Regions from separate parts of the Mus musculus genome. Here regions 1, 3, 4 and 5 are each linked to region 2. The links are chromatin contacts, called in public Hi-C and HiChIP or PLAC-seq maps. All regions are on one chromosome and are shown on one strand. Each heading gives the region's core, a stretch centred on a gene start, on an enhancer-like site or on the middle of the called end of the contact. The rest is flanking DNA. Distances are from core to core; before and after follow the strand shown. Region 1 overlaps Spag16 (sperm associated antigen 16). Region 2 holds the start of Bard1 (BRCA1 associated RING domain 1). Region 3 has its middle 39 kb from the start of Gm28818. Region 4 has its middle 48 kb from the start of 4933417E11Rik. Region 5 has its middle 47 kb from the start of Gm4319.

Region 1 (2,815 bases), core at 74-2,573, 970 kb before region 2:
AAAGGCAGCTTTGGAATCTTTGGCCACCTGAATTCATTAATGAAAAGTTTATTTAAATCCTGGAAAACTTATGTAATGCACTTGTTTTTCTGATCATACACAGTGTTCCTCGAATTCTAAATTTAAAGCAGTAAAATGGTAAATAAAGCAGACATATGACTTATGATCATGGTCTTAAAAAACTGTTGTGGGAGATAAACATGAAATAATCCAAGAGAGAAACTATCTGTAACAAGTACTATGAAGGATCACCTCCAATGTCTATGAAAGGTCTACGATGGGAGACTTGGCATAACGCCAGTCAAAGACTTTGCTATCTGAGGTGATTGCTGAATTTGCATCTAAGGGATTTCATATCTAGGTAGAACATTGCATCAGAAGACTCAAGGAGCTATGCTGCCAGGAAGAAGAGCATAAAGGCTCATCAACAAGACAGTGTTCCACAAGTATAAGGGAAGTTATGGGTTGGATTTGGCCACCTTCAAAATCATTTTAAAATGTATGTTTTTATTCTAGCTTCTACCACTTCCGAATGTAAAATTTCTTATAGAGTCTATGAAGATTTAACAAAGTTAAAACTAAATAGTCCGTGTGGGCTGTATTCTGGTATGGCTTTTGTCTTCTGGGATGAATGTTGGGGACAGAGATGTCTATAGAAGAGGTAGGTAAACAGTCACAGTGAAAAAGCAGCCACCTGTAAGCTATGGAATGCTTACCAGAAATGGAGTCAGTCCTGGAAGAGTTTCTACCTTATAACCTCAGATGAAACATAGTCCTGTTTGGAACTTCATTTTGGATTTCTGTCTTCCAAAAGTATGACATGACCTATTCCTGGGGTTCTAAGACACATGGTTTGTGGCTGCAACTACATAGGCAGAGCAAACCAAACTGAAAGCTTGCCAGTAGTATTGAAAGTCTAGAGGGAGGACAGTGTGTGTCAACCAGTAGAAGGCACGGTGATAAGCAGGGGCCAGATCTTGGTTAACTCTAAGTAAATTTTTTTTTAATTTTTGTATTTAAGATATATATTTTGATTTATTTATACCTATGCTTGTCTGTCTGTGTGCATACATGATATAGGTGTGTGTGTGTGTGTGTGTGTGTGTGTGTGTGTGTGTGTTCTGTGCTTATATTCCAGATTTTCTGCTTTTACCAGAAAGTGATATTGGCTCATGTAAGCTGGAGATAGAAATGGTTGTGAGAATCCTAGCTTGATACATAGTTGCTGAAAACTGAACTTCTTTGTTCAAGAGTGTGCAGCAATCATGCCTTACCACTGAGTCATCTCCCCACTGAGCCATCTTTTATCATAAGAGAAAGAGAGTTACTTAAGTGAAAAAAATGTTTAAAGGAAAAGAACAACTGAGACAGGCTGGTAGCAGTAGCTCCAGTGGAACGTCAGTGGTAAGCTATGAGAGAAACGGGAAGAAATCCATGAATGAGCTGCCAAACCCCATATTAATCAGCAGCCAGGCCTTTACTCCAGCTGCCATCTCTTGTTTCATCATGGTTTTCCACCTCTGTAGATTTCCACCAACACAGAAACATACTTTTTGCTCTTCTCTCTTCTTTCTTGACTGGTGTTAGCTGACTGCAGAATCATCTTCATCAACTGTGGTGCTGTCTATTACATTCTAAGAGACTGAAACTTCAGCTGGACCTCATAGCCAGAGTTGATCATACTCCCTGAGGCCATTTAACACTTAAGACTGCTATCCTACTGTGTACTCGACCTGCTTGTTCAGTTTGCCTTTAAGGGGACAATATAACCACACACCTTACTTCCTTGGATTAGACATGGAAGAAACTTTTATAGCTTAAGCTAATGCAGAGCTGTGATCTCAAAGTGTGTACTGTCTTCTTCCCCTGACCTAGAGTGATGCTGAATGTTTTAATCATCATTTGCTGAGAGCAGCAAAAATAGAAGGTGACAAAAAGAGGAAGGGATTTGATTTCATTCCTTAAGGTGACACCCACACATTATTATTGACTCAGAATTTGTTATTAACACATTCAAATCAACTGCGATAAATGGTTGTTCTTTGTGTGACAATGGGTTTGTTCCTGGTAAATGTCTTTTTATGAAGATTTATTGTATCAACGTTATAGTGTGCATTTACACACTTAATGTATATAAATCAACCACTTTATGTGGCTTCTTGATACAATCCAAAGCTGTGGAAATCCAGACTTCCATGAAGCTATAGCCAAGTGTAATGTGGCATACCCTTTACAGTAAATTTTATAATAATTCTTTCTCATGACCAGTTATCACCATCTTCGTCTTCATCTGTCTTAGCTACTTTTCTATTGCTGTGCTAAAAATACCATGACCAAGGCACTTATCAAATAAACCATTTATTAGAGGTTCACAGTTTCAAACAGACTCCATGACCATCATCGTGTGGAGCACGACAGCAGACATAGTGCTTGTCCAGTAGATAAGAATTCACATCCTGAGACACAAGAAGGTGGCAGAGAGTGCTAACTAGGAAAGGCTTATGCTTTTGAAAACTCAAAGCCTACTGCCAGTGACATGCCTCCTCCATCAAGGCAACACTGACTAATCCTTTCCAAATGATACTCCCAACTGAGGACCAATAATTCAAATATAAGAGCCTATGGAACCCACTCTCTCAAATCACCATGCCCTTTCTTTATTTCCTTTCTAAATCTTCTAGCACAGTGACTCTTATACCTTGTACATGTACACACTATAGTCTGAGGTCACATGTGAAAGAAAAATGTGGGCTTTAGGTGACCACATATTTTATTTTCTGTTGACTTCATATCTAGATTATAGCTTCACCTCCCC
Region 2 (2,700 bases), core at 61-2,560:
GTGGTGACCCTAAACCATACCATTCTTTTCTTTGCTACTTCATAACTGTAATTTTGCTACTAAGCTGGGTCTCCGTTCCTAAGACCTAAATGTGTGTCCCAGTGGTCGCGACCCACAGATTGAGATCCAACATGTGCGTCATCACTGGCCTGCTACTGCAACTAGAAGTTGAGTTTCCGATGTATGTCTACACCCAGGATGATCCGTATGCTTTAGGAAAACACAAGCAGAACTCAGAACGTGTTCATGTTAACAGAATCGCCACTCTCCTAAGAAATACAATGCCATTCTTTCAAATACTAAGAGTTTGTAAAAAAAAAAAAAAAAAAAAAAAAAAAAGAATAATTTAACGTAAGTGCAAAGTTTGTTGCCAGTTAACTTTAAAAAAAAAAAAAAAAGTTGCAGTTAACACTGTATTTGTAGTAAAGACTGAAGGCTTAACATTCGCTACTGCCAAAGAGAAAAAAGGGGAAAGAAGTATATTTCTTGGTAGTATTCGATAAACAGCCTCAGGTAAGAAAGTACCACTTAGGAGTGCATTTCAGACTGAATAAAATCCAAGAGAGGGCATGTTGGAGGATCAGTGGTACAGGGCCATAATCTAACTAAGTTAAAATTGCGATGCTCAACAAACTGCCATCGCCAAACTACCGGTCACCAGGTCCCTAGCCTCCCATTCCCCACGCCGAGCCTGCTACTAGAGAAAGGACCAAAAGGTCAGCCTCACAGGGGCTGTTGTGCCCCGCACGCAACCACGGGACCACGCTCCCAGAGGACCGAACTCCAGGACCCCAGCAGCACTAGCTCGGCTCAGCTCCGAGCGTCACCTTCGGGGAGTGACCAACGAGCTGCGCTTTGAGCCACGCCCCGAAGGCAGTTCTCCCGCGAAAATTCGAAAAGTGCCGTTTGAGTCATCTTCGTTGCAGGTGGCTGGGAAGCCACTCAGAAAACTCAGGAGTGGGACACGGAGGGACAGACGACACTAGGTCGCCAGGCCGGTCCTTACCAGCGGGAGCAGCGCAGCAGCTTCTCCAGGCGGGCAAGCGCCGCGCGGCTGTGGGCCCAAAGCCCGTCGGTAGCCGGCTCCATGGCGGGCACGGGAGCAGGCTGGTTCCCAGAGCAGACCCTCGGCGGCCGGCGTGGCATTCCCACAGAGGAGGGGAGGTCAGGTTTGCTCTAGCGCCGCACCCCGCTGGTCACCGCCGGATCCTGCTGCGTGCGGAGTCTCTGAATTGGTCGGACGCCTCCGGCTCGGAGGCTGAAACGCGGTAAAACTCAGAGATGGAAGGACCCGGCTTTAGGCCACGCCCTCAAGGCCTGAGGGCGGGGCTTTAGTAATGCGGTCCAAGTTCCGGAAATGGAGAGGCGAGGCTTGAGAGGCCACGCCCTCAGGAGGTGTAGGGCGGACCGCGGAAACCAAAGTGCCAAGGCGCGGGGTTGAGGAGGCGTGGGGAGAAGTCACCTAGGCCTGTGGCCCTAGGAGGCGGGGTATAGCGCGCTCAAACTTCCTGAGCGGGAAACTGAGCGGCGGGGCCTCAGGCCACGCCTTCAAAGAGGCGGGGCTCCCCATGGGTTTCATTCCCACCCCCTCTCAGTTTACTGAAACTGTGCTTACCTAGAAGTTGGATTCTAACCCTCCCATAGCCTCAGGAGCTTGCCGCTGAAGCCATCTACAAAGAGTGGCATTCAAGCTACTGTTGAACTTGGACAAGCTTTTCCCATGACAATAAAAGTACTACCCTTTATATAAGAAAGTTCTCTTTTTCTCCTTGCTGTAGGATATAAGAATCCGCTAAATACTAAGTTTCAATTTCACTTTTTAACTAGCTGTAAATATCCGACCAAGGGCATCTCTTAGAAGTTCTGGTGTGCTTTTAAAATATGATAAACTGCATAAAACGTTTTTGTTTGCTAGAGGGTCTACCCTCCCCGGGGATTTTTTTTTTTTTTTTTTTTTTGAAACGGCGTCTGTTTGCCAACCTAGCTTAAACTGTGAAGCTAAGGGTGACCTTGAACTTCTCAGTTTGCGATCCTCCACCTCTGCGCGATAGGGGATTACAGATATGCACCACCACGCCCAGCTTACATGGTGCTGAACTGAGTTTAGAGCCTCCTTTATGCTAGAAGTATTCTACCAGCCAAATCCATAGACCCTCCTGCGGATCTGAATATTAACACTGGGCAAGCACAGCCCGCCCTCTCCACAGCTTCCAACCTATGAACACATTCTTGCATATCCCCTTTTATTTCTCTGTCTCTGCTTAACCGCCCCAGCTGCCTCTGTTTACCTTAAAGTTGTTCCTTCTTACTGGAATCCACACATCTGCCTAGATTGCCTCCCATCCTTAGGCCTCACTAAAGATATACAAGACATTACCAAACACAAAATTAGTCTTGGCACTACCCTGATTAAACTCTAAAGGTGGAAAGGCCTGGAAGGTCCTTTAATCCCAGCACTAGAGGCATGGAAATGGGGGGAGGGGGGGGGAAGAGCAGGTGGATCTCTGAGTTCAAAGCCAGCCTAGTCAACAGAGTTCTGAGACAGTCAAGACAAACCCTATCTCAAATAAATAAACAAACAAACAAACAAATAAAACTCTAAAGCTATTTCTTTGATGAGATATGAGGCCTATGCCAACCTGGGAAAGCATGCCATTATTCTCCCGTGGAGCTTTTCTTCATCAAAAGCCTAGGTCCAGC
Region 3 (2,700 bases), core at 35-2,534, 840 kb after region 2:
TCAGAACTTCACTTCCAGAGGTTCCCCTTTGTGGTCCAGGGCGTGCCTGAAATGGATACAGGCATCGGAAGTTCTCAGGGTCCTTTATCAGTGTGAGCATCCCTTGAAGACATGATCCGTGTTTCCTCCTAGGCCAGGAAGTCTTTGTGCTTAACAAATGCTGACCATTTAGTTGGCTGCTAAAAGGTTCTCAGAGATCTGCCAAACACAGATAGCCTTTCATGTAGCCAGGTACTTGTTGATTCCATCTGACTTCAAAGGCTGGAGGAGCTGGGGTGGGGGTGGGGGTGTTCCTTGGTAATTCTCAGTTGATGAGTGAGAGAATCTTCAACTCCCACATTATCTCCCCTTGATCCACCACAGCTTCCATACAAGCACAGCTCATTTCTTTGTGCTTTGTTTGAGGGGTGTGTGTGTGTGTGTGTGTGTGTGTATGCTGGCGGGGAGGGTAAAGTAGATTGTTGTTACAGCAGTGCTGGTCACAGAGAGAGCAGCACAGGCCAGCAATGTACTGCTGAGCTATACTCCCAGACCTTTCTCTGTTTACTTAAAATGTTTGCCCTGGAAAGGTGAGATTTCCAGCATCATACAGAGGATAACTAAACTCAGTGTACTTAGTAAGAGTTTGTGTATCTTCTACGTGAAAAGCATATGCAAGGTCTTAGGGATAAGAGCCTCTCCTGTATGCCTTGAGTTTATAAACGTAAAAGCCCAAGACTTGGTGATGTGAATCTCGGCCCTGCTGCTTCCCAGCTGTGTGACTTAAGGCAGGTTAAGGAATGTCTCTGGATTTGTCACCCCACAAGCAAAATAAACATAACTCCCACTCCCAAGATGTCTGTGAGAATTTAGACAATACCTGAATTCTGCACAGACTTTCACGCATGCTCAAGACTTGATGAGAGACACTGTCCTGACCATTCTCCCTCTTCTGGATTTATTATTGTTAATATACTGACCTTTGAAGAAGATTCTCTGAGAAGTTTGCCATGGTTAATGCACTGGGTTAAATTACTTTCTCAAAGCAGTTACTCCGTCATCTGACTGGGCCCTAAAGGACCTTTCGAAAGAATTTTTCACTTGATGGGAAATTCTGATGAAGGTTCATGAGCACTGGGCCTGAGGCAGGTTCTGAGGGCAGAGGCTAAGGAGATGCTCCCAGAAGATACTGGATGGAGTCCGTGAGGAAAGCTGTTAACTGCGCCTCCCACGTCCTATAAACATCACATGAACAAGTACTGCCATGAGCAGGCAAGAGGCCTCTGTGTCCCAGCGGTGTGCAGAGTGCAAAGAGCAGCCTGGTGTCCTGCTCCAGTCTCCTTCTCTTGCTCTCACTTAGAGGGAACTGCGTAGAAGCGCCATTTGCGGCAGCTTTTAAGACGCTGCTTTTCTGCAAATCCTTGAACAAATATTAACTCATTCATCATCTCCTCACCTCTGAGAGTTGAGGAAGCAGGACCTGAGTAGAGGTGGGAATGTCATAATCCCATCTGTAAATTACAGTGCCAGCAGCGTTCATTAACAGACCCGGCTGAGACTTCAGGAAGCTAATTGCTCTCTCTTCCCTGCCACAGGATTCGCTCCAAAGGTGTTTGCACAGAATGGGGAACCTTCAATGCTGCCCTGCTGTAAGCCAGTTAGTTGGCCGTTTTGTGGCTCAAAAGATAACGGCAAGGAGAAAGAGAGAGGAAGGAGGCAGGAGAGGAGGAGGAAGGAGGAGGGAGAGAAGAGGGAGGAGGAAGAGAAAAAGAGGAAGAGAGAGAGGTAGGAGGGGTATGAGGAGAATTCCCTTTTTCAGATTTATTATGAACTATTAGTTAAACATTTTCAAGTGGGGGAAGTGCTGGTTAAAAGATACGCACCAACCACAAACATTTGAAAGCAGAATTGCAATGATTTCCACTGTGTCTGGTTGAATTAAGGCGTGCCCAGAAAGTTGTGCAACTGAAAGTCCTCCCAAACAATGAAGACGGTGATTGATGGCCCGGCCAGGACTCAAAAGTAAAAACAGGAGGTTGAGTAACCCCTACATAGGACTGTCTGCATGAAACTACGTTTACAGATGTTACAAAGTGGATCTTCCGCTGGCATGAGAGAGAGAAGTCGATGTTTGAGAAAATCTTTGGTTCCTTGGCTAGGAAGCCCTAGGTAGATTCTCTGCCCCAGTAGGTGCCCCCTAATCTCTTTCCACGAAACACCCGTAGCACACTAACCTCCTGCCCTATAGACTTTGCGTCATGATTTTCTTCCTGTCCTAGACAGGTTGGAAATAAGCAGGGCTCCCCAACTCTTCACTTGTCCCTGTTCTCTCCATCATTCCTTAAACCCCTTTTCTTTCTAGGATAATCACTGTGATAACTGGAGAAAAATAGTCTTACAAACGTGAGGGATGTGTATTTAAAATAAAGCCTAAAGTCATGTGGCCCCTCCCCGATTGTGTGAACGGGTCTTTTAGTGCTTAAAACATCAGTGGTAAACTTCTGTCTGCTGGAATACAATAAATCACCTTTCACCCTGTCCCAGGTAGACCTTAAAAAAATATTCTCTCTCTCTCTCTCTCTCTCTCTCTCTCTCTCTCTCTCTCTCTCTCTCTCCCTCCCTCCCTCCCTCCCTCCCTTCCCCCTTCCCTCCCTCCCTCCCTACCTCTCTCACTCTTGCTTCTGCCGCTTCTGTTCATACTTTGCACAAGATGCGCAAAGA
Region 4 (2,819 bases), core at 300-2,799, 850 kb after region 2:
TCTGCACACACAGGGCAAGTAATATGCTAGCTCCTCACACATATACACAAATGAACATAGAAATAAACCTTAAAAAGACACATAGGAAACAAAGCAACTCCCATGAAACATTAATGAGGGGCTGGAGAGATGGCTCAGTAGTTGAGCACTGGCTGCTCTTTCAGAGAACCCAGGTTCCATTTCTAGCACTCATGTAGCAGCACACAACTCTCTGTAACTCCAGTTCCAGGACATCTGACATTCTCTTTTGGGTTTCTCAGTCACCAGGTACACATGTGGCACATAGACATTATGTGTAGGCAAGACACCCGTACACATAAATAAGGAGAAAAATTTTAAAGAAATAACAGAGATTTTGACAAATGGACTATACTTCCTAACAAGAATGTAACCAAAATGTTGCCAATAACTTCCAGGCATTTAGATTATCTAGAATTTCCAAAATAACTCTTGAGTCAAAGGCAAATTCTAGTTGGAATTTTATATGCAAAGAACAAATCAGAATGAATATTAAACTTACAGTAGTTACATCAGTAGTTACTGTAGTTTTTTTCTAGGAAAGATAGGCAGAGATCTGAAAATAAAATAAATACCAGCAGTCTTCAGAACCAGATGCTAAGTGCACCAATGCCTTTTACATTGCTTTTATATATTCATGATACTCTATAATTATTTTAGATTTAAAGATAAGTACTTATTCTGATATACCAAAATATGACTTAAACCTAAACCAATGGAGACTCTGATAAGACCTGATGGTTTTGTCTTTGTTTTCTGTGTGACAATGTAGAAAGAAAGCTTCTGTGATGTACGAAAGGCACCATGCAGTCTGGGGTCACATTGCTTCTGATCTGCACGTCTCATCTCACTAGAGGTTCCATCTAGCTGTTCGCAGCCTGCCCTGGGGGTAGGGGAAGGTCACCTTTAGATCTATCAGAAATGGTTTCTGCTGATTAGCAGAAAAAGCAGTAAAGCCATCATTTGAAAAGAACACACTGTAAAATATCATCCACATAGGCAGTCAATCCTGGGAGCAAGTGAGTATTTGTCTAAACTTGTGCTGATCTTATTTCTGAACATGTTTTAAATACTCCTGATACAACAGTAAAATCTGTGCACACATTATAGTTAAGTCACCATTTCAATATAACTTAAAATACTCATCTTAGCAAAATCCATAACTTCCCATGCTCTTACAGTCCCAAGTCGTAGGTAATCCTCAGACTCTCTTAGTTCCCACAGTTAAAACCTTGGTGAATCCTTATATCACAATTCTCTATCTTCATTATCAAATGGGAACCACATACACCCTTCTTTTGGAGGAAGCACACAAATTTCTTTCAATAGACTGTTACTTCAATGTAAGTACACACATAAACCAATTAGAATATCAAACCAAATTTCCAAATCAGAAAACTACCAAGCCAACAGAGGTTGAGTTAACAAGAGTAACATAACAATTTGTGTGCCAGTTAGAAACAGCTGGCTTCAGCCAACCGTAGTCACTAACCGTGTTGGTAGACAGAGGAAGGAAGAAGTGAACATGTGTTTCCCTGTTTCCTGCTTCTGGCCAAGCAAAACAGCTCCTCCCTCTTTGTGCCAGAGCTCCTGCTTAGTTTTATTTGTGCATCTAGCGCCCCAGGCTCCTGCCTATGTTAGTATTATCTATTCTCTGCTTCCTTCCTAGGGTTGGCTTGCTGAGCCACTCACCCCTGGGTTGCCTCCCAGCCCCTTGGTTAGGTTTTGCATCTTTTTTTTTTCCCCAATGTGCTAAATTCGTGTTACTAAAATACCTGGCACAACCACCTCTTTCCTGACTGTTTTGTGGATAATATACATAAGGGTTGAAAGAAGTGGGAAGTGACCAGTACAAACAAAATTCTTCCCTCACCCACTCATTTTAATAGCAGTTATTGTATTCCACACTGCCCTTTTTTGTGCATAAATTAAACCAAGACAATGAATCGCCCCACCCCCAAGTCTATGTCATGACTATTTCATGTAGAAGCCATCTCTGCTCTTCCACTGTTCTCTGCCTCCATACATCATCAGAAGGGATTCAACTGGATGGTGTTCATCCCTCAATGAGGATGCACTGAAATGATGAATGAGCTTGACTGTAGTCACCATGTCGGGGAGAGTGGTTGAGCAACCTAGATATTTTGTCTCCACCAGCCCCAAAGCAGTCAACTCCTAAGAGAATCCCAGACAATCATTTCCGTTGAAGGTTGAAGAGTGGGTTGAAAACAGGTTCTATTTTCCTTCCTGGAGTTCCCCTAACATTATATGATTTGTCTGCATTTTCTTTTTGGAGTTATCTCACCAGACAGACTAGGGTGTGAAAGAGAGAAAGGGTGGAGTTAAAGCAAAAGCTGACCTCTCCATGAGATGGAGCAAAGAAAGCATGTTCTGATAGGATGATCAATGCCCTCTCTGTCTTTCTAATGTCAAGATCCCTGCTTTCTCAATTTTAGTTTTCACTGTGTAAGCAACAACTACAATTTTTGCCAGTTTTCAAGAATGTAAATATTCAGAAGACTGGAAACACATGACTTCTAGGGGAAAAGAAACTAAGAATGATTGACGCTTCACATTCAAGAGAGTCAAAAACTCACAGGACATCCTTTGTTGATCTTCAAACCACCAATGAGACGTTGAAAGTAGAAAGGTCATGACTGGTGGTCTTCAGTCTCAGCGTACCATTTTCTTGTTTTATTTGTTTGAATTTTTGTTTGTTTGTTTGTTAGAGTTTCTTTGTGTAGCCCTGGCTATCCTAGAACTCGCTGTGTAGACCAGGCTGGCCTCAAACTCACAGAGAT
Region 5 (2,700 bases), core at 87-2,586, 970 kb after region 2:
GCCTCAGTAGCATAGGAAGCATTTCAGGAATCTCAGGTGCTAGCTGAACAGGGTTCTTTCTGGAGAAAGAAGATTGATTCTACAATCTAGCCGAGGCTACCTGACATTCCTTAGGTAGAGGCACGTGTGAGGGCTTAGAACTCCCCCAGACAAAGTCAGAGAAGGAGAAGCCCCACTAATGAAAGGAATGTCCCTTATTGTGCCAAGCCCAGAGGCTGTCTGGTCATGATGGACTTTGACCTTAATTAGCAGTTTTCCCACTCTTGGATATGACATCCTTACAGATTCTACCCACCCAGAACCACTTCTTTCCTTTTTGAAGTGCACAGTGTACCAGAGCTCTGTAAAAGCCGGGCAGTGGTGGCGCTCGCCTTTAATCCCAGCACTTGGGAGGCAGAAGCAGGCAGATTTCTGAGTTCAGGGCCAGCCTGGTCTACAGAGTGAGTTCCAGGACAGTCAGGGCTACACAGAGAAGCTCTGTCTCAAAAAAAAAAAAAAAGCTCTGTAGAGAAGGTATATGTGCTATTTAACAATACTTAGCCCATAGAACTAGCAAACAGCAACAGTAGATGGTACAGTGAAATGCTAATTAGCTACCAGGGTTTGGTTGAATATAACTTTGTGACACATTGTTCAAAATATGGATAATTTTGAACATAAGCCTAAGAAGGTAGAACAGATGAGTCACAGCAATACAGTCACCACCGTCTAGATAAAAATCTCTCAAACATGAGGTCTTCAGAGAAAAAATAATGACATAAGGTTTGGGTGGCAGGAAGTTGATGGTTGTTCTGACCGAATATTTCACCTCAAGACACTGATTCTAGAGTCTAATGTCAAGTGGCAACTAATGAGTGGACTGTCCAAGAGCTCCGCACACATCCTCATCCTCTGAAAGGCCGAGGAGTGGCTTTGTTTTGTTTTCTCTTTTCTTTGGCTAAAAACAGCATGGGTGCCTGAGTTCTTCCTTTCTTGCCCTAAGATAATTACCACATCCCAGAGTTAGCACTACTGGAGTGTAGACTCTCAAGTGATAGACCAAGAGTAACATTGATGAGTAGCCAAGTCATACAAAAACTGGTCCTGCAGAACTTTTGGGTCTGGTGCCCCTGGTCGATACTTTCCTCAGCACAAAAGACAAGTGCCTGGAACCAACTGGCTTGGATTTCCTGCAGCTTCCCATTGTCATGGTGAGAGCAGACTTGCAGATTTATTGCAGGCTGATGATAAATGAAATCATTATTTGGTCATCACTTCAAACCAACATACAGCTCACTTATTTTTTTCACCACTCATAAAAGTCCCTTGACACAGTTTCCTCCCTTTTCGAGCAACCATTATCTGCACTATAAATAAAGGGCTCAATAGTAAATTCTTCAGCAGTAAAGGTAGTCTCCCTGACTATGCATCATTTAATGATAGCATTTGTTTGAGGGTTCTGTGCAGTTGGAGAAACGCCTTTATTTGTAAATAGCTGCTTAGCAACAGCCTTTGTATACTCTCATGGCTCCCTCAGAGCCCCAACCTATCACTTGGTTCTGGGAGTCCTTAAATTCCTTGGGGCTTATTGAAGAATTCTCAACACAGGGACACACCAGAAGAAAACATGCAAGAAAGCTGAATCACTGCAATTCACTAAGCAAAAGAGGAATTCAATAAAGCAAAATGCTCCCTTCATGGAACTGAGGTGACATTGGAAAAAAAATGAAATTAGAATCTGGAGACATGAGGGACAGTTTGCTCATCCACTAGCAAGTCAGGGCAGGGGTGGAAGACTTGGGGGTGTGGAAAGGGATCAGAACTTTGGTCTCTGTTTGTCACAGGAAACACCTGGCATCTGGGAGCCAAAAATCAATCCAAAGGTTGTATCAATTGTAGAAAAGAATCATAATTACAAGTCTCCTTGGGAGGCTTTTCATTCCCATCATGGGGTGGGGAAAAGCATAGGAAAGGAAGCACAGTTTCCAGTGAGTTTGTGATATTTTATGACAGAACCAGACCAAAAATAGGAAAAGTCTGATTTCTCTTTTAGAAAATCAATCTCTCTCTCTCTCTCTCTCTCTCTCTGTGTGTGTGTGTGTGTGTGTGTGTGTGTGTGTTTCTGTCTCTGTCTCTCTGTCTCTGTCTTTCTGTCTCTATCTCTCTGTCTCTCTGACTCTGTCTCTCTGTATCTCTCTGACTGTCTCTGTCTCTCTCTTCTCTCTCTGTCTCTCTCTGTCTCTGTCTTTCTGTCTCTATCTCTCTGTCTCTCTGACTCTGTCTCTCTGTATCTCTCTGACTGTCTCTCCTCTCTCTCTCTCTCTCTCTCTCTCTCTCTCTCTCTCTCTCTCTCTCTCTCTCCTTCCTCCTCCTCTTCCTCCTCCCAAGCATTTTATAGCCCAAGCTGGCCTGGAACCCACTATGTAGTCCACTCTGTCACTCTGTCCTCATACTCAAAACAATCCTCCTGCACCAGCTTTGCAGGTGCTAGGATTACAGACATGAGCCTTTACACCTGACTGTTTCCTATCTTGGTTATCTGTATGCTAGGCTCTCTACAGAAAGGGAGAATGGGTCAAAGGTCACCTTCCACCTTGAGAATCTCTTATTAACTCACTGGCATTGCCTGTGGCCATGAGTTCAACAGTAGCTCTCCTTCTACTGTATACACTCTTGAGCTTGGAGAATGAAAGAAAAAAATTAGGAATGAAAGAAAATAGG

What was found. A called contact is a pair of places that touch in the nucleus more often than the background predicts. HiChIP or PLAC-seq counts read pairs in DNA pulled down with a chosen protein or histone mark.
Region 1: a contact with region 2 is called in a Hi-C map of adipose-derived mesenchymal stem cells, with 2.5 times the contacts expected there. The contact joins the enhancer-like site here to the promoter of Bard1 in region 2. A contact is called at or near these places in 9 of 39 promoter capture datasets (the 3T3-L1 cell line, 3T3-L1-derived adipocytes, the SN4741 cell line and 5 more), 2 of 484 Hi-C or Micro-C datasets (adipose-derived mesenchymal stem cells and embryonic fibroblasts) and 1 of 115 datasets of contacts at active chromatin or transcription factors (astrocytes).
Region 3: a contact with region 2 is called in a FOXA1 HiChIP or PLAC-seq map of pancreatic cancer cells. The contact joins the enhancer-like site here to the promoter of Bard1 in region 2. A contact is called at or near these places in 4 of 39 promoter capture datasets (the 3T3-L1 cell line, the HPC-7 cell line and pre-B cells) and 1 of 115 datasets of contacts at active chromatin or transcription factors (pancreatic cancer cells).
Region 4: an H3K4me3 HiChIP or PLAC-seq map of pro-B cells shows a contact between it and region 2, with 6 times the contacts expected there. The contact joins the enhancer-like site here to the promoter of Bard1 in region 2. A contact is called at or near these places in 6 of 39 promoter capture datasets (the 3T3-L1 cell line, the C10 cell line, the HPC-7 cell line and 1 more) and 2 of 115 datasets of contacts at active chromatin or transcription factors (large pre-B cells and pro-B cells).
Region 5: a FOXA1 HiChIP or PLAC-seq map of pancreatic cancer cells shows a contact between it and region 2. The contact joins the enhancer-like site here to the promoter of Bard1 in region 2. A contact is called at or near these places in 4 of 39 promoter capture datasets (3T3-L1-derived adipocytes, hippocampal neurons, neutrophils and 1 more) and 4 of 115 datasets of contacts at active chromatin or transcription factors (astrocytes, embryonic hindbrain, extraembryonic endoderm stem cells and 1 more).

The regions. Positions count from the first base shown.
Region 1 is chr1:70,134,313-70,137,127 of GRCm38.p6, forward strand. The region is part of intron 11 of Spag16 (sperm associated antigen 16); the gene reads left to right. Among named protein-coding and RNA genes, the nearest start is that of Gm23879, 180 kb to the left of the region's middle. Within about 2 kb of position 1,324, at least 22 of the 459 cell types and tissues checked have an H3K27ac peak or open chromatin away from gene starts, as enhancers often do. A contact at or near this core is called in adipose-derived mesenchymal stem cells and astrocytes, where this site is marked.
Region 2 is chr1:71,101,662-71,104,361 of GRCm38.p6, forward strand. Bard1 (BRCA1 associated RING domain 1) reads right to left here and starts at 1,311. Exons shown (of 11, transcript NM_007525.3): 1 at 1,007-1,311. The coding sequence starts at 1,146.
Region 3 is chr1:71,936,842-71,939,541 of GRCm38.p6, forward strand. No RefSeq gene overlaps it. Among named protein-coding and RNA genes, the nearest start is that of Gm28818, 39 kb to the left of the region's middle. Within about 2 kb of position 1,285, at least 66 of the 459 cell types and tissues checked have an H3K27ac peak or open chromatin away from gene starts, as enhancers often do. A contact at or near this core is called in pancreatic cancer cells, where this site is marked.
Region 4 is chr1:71,955,577-71,958,395 of GRCm38.p6, forward strand. No RefSeq gene overlaps it. Among named protein-coding and RNA genes, the nearest start is that of 4933417E11Rik, 48 kb to the right of the region's middle. Within about 2 kb of position 1,550, at least 17 of the 459 cell types and tissues checked have an H3K27ac peak or open chromatin away from gene starts, as enhancers often do. A contact at or near this core is called in the HPC-7 cell line and pro-B cells, where this site is marked.
Region 5 is chr1:72,074,990-72,077,689 of GRCm38.p6, forward strand. No RefSeq gene overlaps it. Among named protein-coding and RNA genes, the nearest start is that of Gm4319, 47 kb to the right of the region's middle. Within about 2 kb of position 1,337, at least 26 of the 459 cell types and tissues checked have an H3K27ac peak or open chromatin away from gene starts, as enhancers often do. A contact at or near this core is called in pancreatic cancer cells, where this site is marked.